2 separate regions of the Mus musculus genome follow, and region 2 is linked to region 1. Evidence: chromatin contacts called from public HiChIP or PLAC-seq data. All regions are on one chromosome and are shown on one strand. Each heading gives the region's core, a stretch centred on a gene start, on an enhancer-like site or on the middle of the called end of the contact. The rest is flanking DNA. Distances are from core to core; before and after follow the strand shown. Region 1 overlaps Gm40191 (a long non-coding RNA gene). Region 2 overlaps Mink1 (misshapen-like kinase 1 (zebrafish)).

The links. HiChIP or PLAC-seq counts read pairs in DNA pulled down with a chosen protein or histone mark.
Region 2: an HNF4G HiChIP or PLAC-seq map of pancreatic cancer cells shows a contact between it and region 1. The contact joins two enhancer-like sites. A contact is called at or near these places in 3 of 39 promoter capture datasets (embryonic stem cells, neural stem cells and neutrophils), 1 of 15 datasets of contacts at CTCF or cohesin (large pre-B cells) and 1 of 115 datasets of contacts at active chromatin or transcription factors (pancreatic cancer cells).

What each region holds. Positions count from the first base shown.
Region 1 is chr11:70,257,775-70,260,982 of GRCm38.p6, forward strand. All of the region lies in intron 2 of Gm40191 (a long non-coding RNA gene), which reads left to right. Among named protein-coding and RNA genes, the nearest start is that of Alox12, 4.0 kb to the left of the region's middle. Within about 2 kb of position 1,522, at least 21 of the 459 cell types and tissues checked have an H3K27ac peak or open chromatin away from gene starts, as enhancers often do. A contact at or near this core is called in pancreatic cancer cells, where this site is marked.
Region 2 is chr11:70,578,522-70,581,850 of GRCm38.p6, forward strand. All of the region lies in intron 1 of Mink1 (misshapen-like kinase 1 (zebrafish)), which reads left to right. Among named protein-coding and RNA genes, the nearest start is that of Mink1, 17 kb to the left of the region's middle. Within about 2 kb of position 1,335, at least 120 of the 459 cell types and tissues checked have an H3K27ac peak or open chromatin away from gene starts, as enhancers often do. A contact at or near this core is called in pancreatic cancer cells, where this site is marked.

The DNA of each region.
Region 1 (3,208 bases), core at 272-2,771:
TCTGCCTCTGCCTCTGCCTCTGCCTCTGCCTCTGCCTCCTCTGCCCAGTGCTGAGACTAAAGGCATGCACCACCATGCTCAGCTCCTTTCCTTACTCTTTAATACCGAGAATTCAACATCACATTTTAAATCTGTCCTCTGACTGCTCTCCTCTACGGCACAAGAAGGAACAGTGCCTTCCCTTTGTCTAGAACCTTCAAAGCTAACCTCTCTTGGTCCAGACTCCAGTGCCTGCTGTCTGTGCCAGAAGCCAACTCCCACTCTCTCGTGACCTGTCTCTGCAACTTTTAACTTCTGGATCAAAGCTTTTCCCGCTGGGTTATACCCCGGGGATGTGGGCGAGCACGGCGACCCTTGCACTACTCCATAGCCAAGATGTTTCTTAAGACGTTTTCTAAACGTAACAATTCCATCCCTTTTCCTTCTCCCGTGCCAAACGCCTTGCCTTGCAGTCACTTTCTTTGTCTTTTTTTCTTTTCTTTTTGGATGATGTTTCTACTGTCTTTGCTGCGCTGCTTAGAGCTTGTGTATGACACAGGGCTATAATATAAGTTTCTTGAGGCATTTACTCATAAGAAATTACCATTACATTATTAGCCATGTAATTTTAAGTGTGTGATGATAGGACATGATTTCAAGGCAGATAATGTAACATTCACTTTTTTAATTAGTAAGTTGGATACAACACCTGTTTCCACTTGCAGGAAGGCCAGGACTTTCCTCTCGGAGTGTGGTCCTTGCTATCTGGTGTTTTCTGATGTGACAGGAGGAACTTTGTCCTGTGAAATCTAATAAGTCATTTCCCAATGCTTCCGAGATGCCTTGCGTGGGCCACAGCGACACAAACTCGAGCTTCCAAACTCCGGGTTCACACAATTTTGGACAAGGTCTCCAAGCAGGACTGCATGCTCCAGGCTGTGCCAAGGCTCTGTCCATCCTTAGTCTCCTGTACCCTTAGGCTTGGAGTTGAGTTCTGGTCAGGGAGGGTTGGTTCTCCTTTGAGATCATGGGTACTCTTTTCCTAATGCAGACCTCTCCTGAGACCTTCTCAGACTTTGAGAGAGAACTTAACACTGAACATGTAAAAGAACACCATTGGCTCCCTTCTTTCCTTTTCCTCTACCACCAACTCTGTATGACAGGAGTGTCAGAGTGGAGAAGGCACATGGAAAGGGGGGACCAGGAAGGAGGCCACTGTGTGCCTTTGAAGGATGTGCGAAGTGGGGGCAACCAAGTCTCAGAGAAGAAACCAGGAAGGTTTGTTCAGGATGGTTGGTTTTGATTATTTTAAAGAAACAAACCTGTTCTATACTGGTGTGTGTGTGTGTGTGTGTGTGTGTGTGCGCGCGTGCGTGCTTCCTGGAGCTTTCCTAGAGAGCAAGATTGGCTCACACCTTTAATTCCAGTAGTTAAGAGACAGAGACAGGCATGTCTCTGAGTTCAGTGCCAGCCTAGGCTGAATAGAACCTTATCTCAAAGAGAAAGGGTGTGTGTGGCCTGACTCATCTCAGAGAAATCTCTGCAGCTCTGTAGCTAGACATCTGATTCATCCTTTTTTTTCTTTTTTAATTGGTTGGTGTGTGTGTGTGTGTGTAGGCCAGAGATTGACACCAGGTAATCTCCTTAATTGTTTTCCACCTTATATGGGACCTGAAGAGATGTTGAATGTCTAACAGTGAAACGGTGGCCCCTGGGAGCTGGCATGCCCCAGTTTGACTTGATGTTGCTGGAATGGAACTCTGACCCAAAGCAGCTTGGGGAAGAAAGGCGTTTTTGTTTTTGTTTTTGGCTCATATCCACCATTGAGGGGAGTCAGGGCAGGAACTCACACAGGAGAAGAGGCAGGAAACTGAGCCTTCTTCCCACATCAAATCATCAATGAAGAAAATGCTCCAGAGGCAGGCAAAGCTCTATGAGTTTGAGGCCAGCCTGGTCTATAGCGTGAATTCCAGGACAGTCAGGAAAACCTCAGAGAAAACCTCTCTCGGAAGAAAAGAAAAGGAAAGGAAAGAAGAGAAGAGAAGAGAAGAGAAGAGAAGAGAAGAGAAGAGAAGAGTAAAGAAAAGAGCCTCAGAGAAATGCCCTCAGAGAAATCGCATGGAAGTCATTATTCAGCTGAAGTTCTCCTTCCCAGATGACTCTACTTTGTATCCTGTTGACAAAAACTAACCATCACTTAGAGGGGTTGGAAGAAAAGAGGCAATATTGGTCACAGTATACAAGACCTCACTTATGAGAATCAAGGACATAGCACAGTTCATAATAATGTATATACTAAATTTACTAAGAGAATTCAAGTATCCTCATATTGAATAAGTATTCTTTATAACTCCAGGTGATGGTGGCTCATGCCTTTAATTCCAGTACTTGGGAGGCAGAGGCAGGTGGATCTCTGTGAGTTCGAGGCCAGCCTGGTCAGCAGAGTAAATTCCAGCAGGGCTACACAAAAAAACTCTGTTTTGAACATAACCCCCCTCCCCCAGAAGTTTCCATTATAAAACAATCATAATAAATATAAATAATAGGTATATGGTAACTAGATGAGATGCAGTCATGTTAATTTTTTTAAAGATGTATTTATATCATGTATATGAACACACTGCCACTGTCTTCAGACACACCAGAAGAGGGCATCAGATGCCCATTACAGATGGTTGTGAGCCACCATGTGGTTACTGGGAATTGAACTCAGTACCTTTGGAAGCGAGTGGGAGAGCCTGAGTTGCTGGGGAAGTGAAGACCCTGTAGACCAGCACTTCTCAGCCTTCCTAATGCTGCAACCTTTTAATACAGTTCCTCGTGTTGTGGTGACCCCGAACCAAAGCATTATTTTTGTTGCTACGTCATAACTGTAGTTTTGCTATTGTTATGAATCATAATGTAAATACCTGTGTTTCCTGATGGTCTTAGGTGACCCCTGTGAGTGGCTCATTTGACCCACAAAGAGGTCTCGACCCACAGGCTGAGAACCCCTGGAGTAGAAGAAAAGAAAATTCTGAGAATGTGTGGAAGAACGGGTTCTCAGTGCTGCAATCTCATCAAAGGGGACAGGACACAAACATCAGACCTAACCCAAAGGCCATGGCCCCCCAAGGAGCACAGTATGTAAAAGTGTATGAAGGAATTAGACTTTTATGAGGCAGCACACATAGCAATTAGAAAACAATGTCTCACAGACTCCCAGAGCAGGACAGTAATAAAGGAAAGG
Region 2 (3,329 bases), core at 85-2,584, 320 kb after region 1:
CCCAGAGGAAGCACTCACGGGGGGGGGGGGGGCAGTCTGGTGGGGATACACTTGGGATGTGAGAGGCAGGGCTTCTGTATAAACATGCAGCAAGAGCTTTCTGTAACGTACAGACTGAGGGCTGGCTAGCGAGCATATTTGGCTCCCCTGTATCCTTGGCTGGGTTAACTTACTGTCCCTGTGGCTTCAGCTTAAATATCATGTCCTTTGCTGGCTTTCCTTCCCTATTGGTCTGTCATAGTACCCAGTCCCCTTTCTTTAGGACTTATAGCTGTGTAACTAACTGTATCTTCCTTCAGTAGATGCCTTCTCGAGTAGATGCCTTGTCAAGTAGACTGTAAGCTCCCTGAGGGGAGGGCTCTCTATTCTGTATTACCTGTCACGTTCTAGTCACTAACACCTTCGCTTCCCAGCTATTTCATTAAAAACAAAAGTTTTATTTTATCTGTATGTTTGCCTGCATGTATGTATGTGATTCTTACACACGATAGGAGCTCGCAGAGTCAGAACAGGGCTTGGGAACCCCTGGAGCTGGCGTTACAGGTGAGTGTGAGTGTGGAGAGTGTGGTTGCTAGGAACAAAGCATGTTCTGCAAGAGCAGCCAGCTTAGAACTGCAGAGCCAGCTCTCTACTCTGCTTCCCGTGTAAGAACAGGCTAGCTTTAACTTGTGATGCATCTGGGTGACCTTGAACTTCTGCTCTTTCTGCCTTTACCACTTGAGTGCTGAGATCACAGGTGTGTCCACTTCTTGCAGTTTTATGAGATGCTGAGGATAGAACATGCTCCATGCGTGTAGGCTTCATGCGTGTTAGGCAAGCACACTCCCAGATGAGGTACACCCTCAGCCTTAGGCACTTGATGTTTAATGAGGTGAGTGTGTGTATGTGTGTCTGTAGGGGTGTGTGTGTGTGTAGGGGTGGGTGTGGGTGTAGGGGTGGGTGTGGGTGTAGGTAGGAGTATGCGTGCCATGGCACACATGTGGAAGATCTCCTTGTTTACCTTGCACTTTTACATATGTTCCCGGTTAGCAGGCTATCGAAGCAAGTGCCTTATCTGCTGATCGATGTTTGGTGAGTGAATACATGAACTGACTTGGAGTTGGTGTGAGAGGGGTCCGAGGAGGTTTCTTAGGCAAAGTGGAGAGCCAGGCCTGGTGAAAAGTTGGGTGGCTGTGCTGGTTCCATCCTGCTGGTCAGGAAGTTCCTCCATACCCAGCTCCCTTTAGCTGCGATTTTTTTTTTTTCTGGCTTGGTTCTTGGTGGAGCCAGGACTACCTGGTCTCCACCCTGTAGAGAGTAACCCTGGCCTTCTTTCTAACTCTGTGATTCAGACAGTCATTTTCCACACCCTGCTGTCCCTACCCTCCGCCCGCTCTTCTTCCCCTGACTCAGCCTGGCACTCTGTGCTCAGTTCTTGGTTTTCTTTGTCGGCCTCTGAACACTTTAGAGCCTTCAGTAGGCCGCTGTCTGTCTGGGGTGGGGTAGGGTGGGGTAGGGGGTGCTCTTTTCATCTGGCCTCACCTTTCTGTCTCCAGTGGTGCCTGGGCCTTCTATGTTAGTAGGCAAGTGCTTTCCCACTGAACTACATCCCCAGCCCCTTTACTTCCTGTTTGAGACAGGGCCACAAGTTGCCCACACAGGCCATGAGTGTGTGTGCTCCGCCTGCCTCGATCTCCTGAGTAGCTGGGATGACAGGCGTGTGCCACCAGACGCAGCTGCTCATTTCTATAGTTTTTTTTTCTTACCCTTTCTTATGGCATCCTGTTGGACTTCTTGTATAACTAGAAGCAATATAGAGCTAAGATGGGCCACAGGTCTCTTCCTTGGCTCTGTGGACACCTGATTCAACAGTAGGAGGCTGGCAATGAGGAGTAATGATTTGTTTGTGCTGCGGCTGGAAATCGGCAGGGAGAAAGAAGCCTTGTTATTACCCAACCCCTGATTACTGCTGTAGTCCTCCTCCGTTACCCAACCCCTGATTACTGCTGTAGTCCTCCTCCGTTACTGCTGTAGTCCTCCTCTGTCAGCTTGGTAGCTGCCAGAGTGAATGGGCCGGTGTCTCCTGCCTGCTTCCTTCCTGCTTCTAGGCCTTCCCTTCCCCACTGGAACACAACCTTCTCCCTACCTCCCTCCCTCCCTCCCTCCCTCTCTTTCCCCTCCCCCCCTCTGTCTCCCTCTCTCCCTCTCTCTTCCTCCCCTTCTTTCTCTCCCCCCTTCCTCCCCCCTCTTTCTCTCCCTCTCTCTCCCCCCCTCCTTTCTCTTTCTCTTTCTCTCTCTCTCCTGCCTCTTAGTTCCACTCATTCTCTTTTTCTCCTAAGCTGCTCCTTTTCACTCTTGAATGCTAGAAACATCGACTGTCTTAGAAAACCACCTCTTGCCACAGATTCTCTGTTCTGTGGGGGTCGATTCTTACAGTGACTCATGCAAATTTGTAGCATGTTATGGACTTGAAGATGTTTTTCCATCTGTGAATTCTTGTGAGAAGAGATGGGGTGGCAGTGTGAGGTTAAAGGATGTGCCCAGCTATCATTGCATCCTGTGCTTCTGACTTCCTTTCTGCACCAGCTACAAAGGCTTGCCTTTCAGCATCTTCTTAACACTTCAGTACCTTCCAGGAAGCTGTTGTCTGAAGAGGGGAAGGGTTTTTACCTTCTGTCCTTCCCACTGAGCTACATTGCCAGCCCCTTCTTATTTGAGACAGGGTCACAAGTTGCTCACAAAGGCCGTGAGCATGTGTTCTTCCTGCCTCAGTTTCCTGAGTAGCTGGGATAGCAGGCATGTGCCACGTCACAGGGCTGCTCATTTCTTTAAATCTGTTCTCCAGAAAGTCTGAGCGTCATCTCTTCCTGCCCTCCTGAGTGCATGGTCTTACTCTCTTGTTACTACTTGGGTTTTGCCAACTATAAGAACGGTCTCCTCCTCTTAAAAAAAAAAATCTGCTTTCAGGTAATACTTATCTATGACCTCCCTCCCTGCCCCCCATTACTTTTAGAGACCCTTGTTTTTCTCCCTCCTTCTCTGGAGGCAGGGTCTTGAATAGACTAGGCTGGCTTACACGGTTTCTGAGATGGTCTGGAGAGTCTGATCCTCCTACTTGCTGAGTGCTGGGGTTACAGGCAGATGACACCATCTGCCTGGTGTTCTGGGGTGCTGGGAATCGAGCCCAGGGCTTACTATATGCCAGGGGAGCGCCCTACGAACTGAGGAACAGCCCCGGCCTTAGGAGCTACTTTTAGTAGCTGTCCTTATGTGCCTGTCATTTTCCTTTCTGTGGTCATTTTGGAAGGACGGTGATAACCCCAAGCTAGTGTTAGAAACCACTGCTCTAA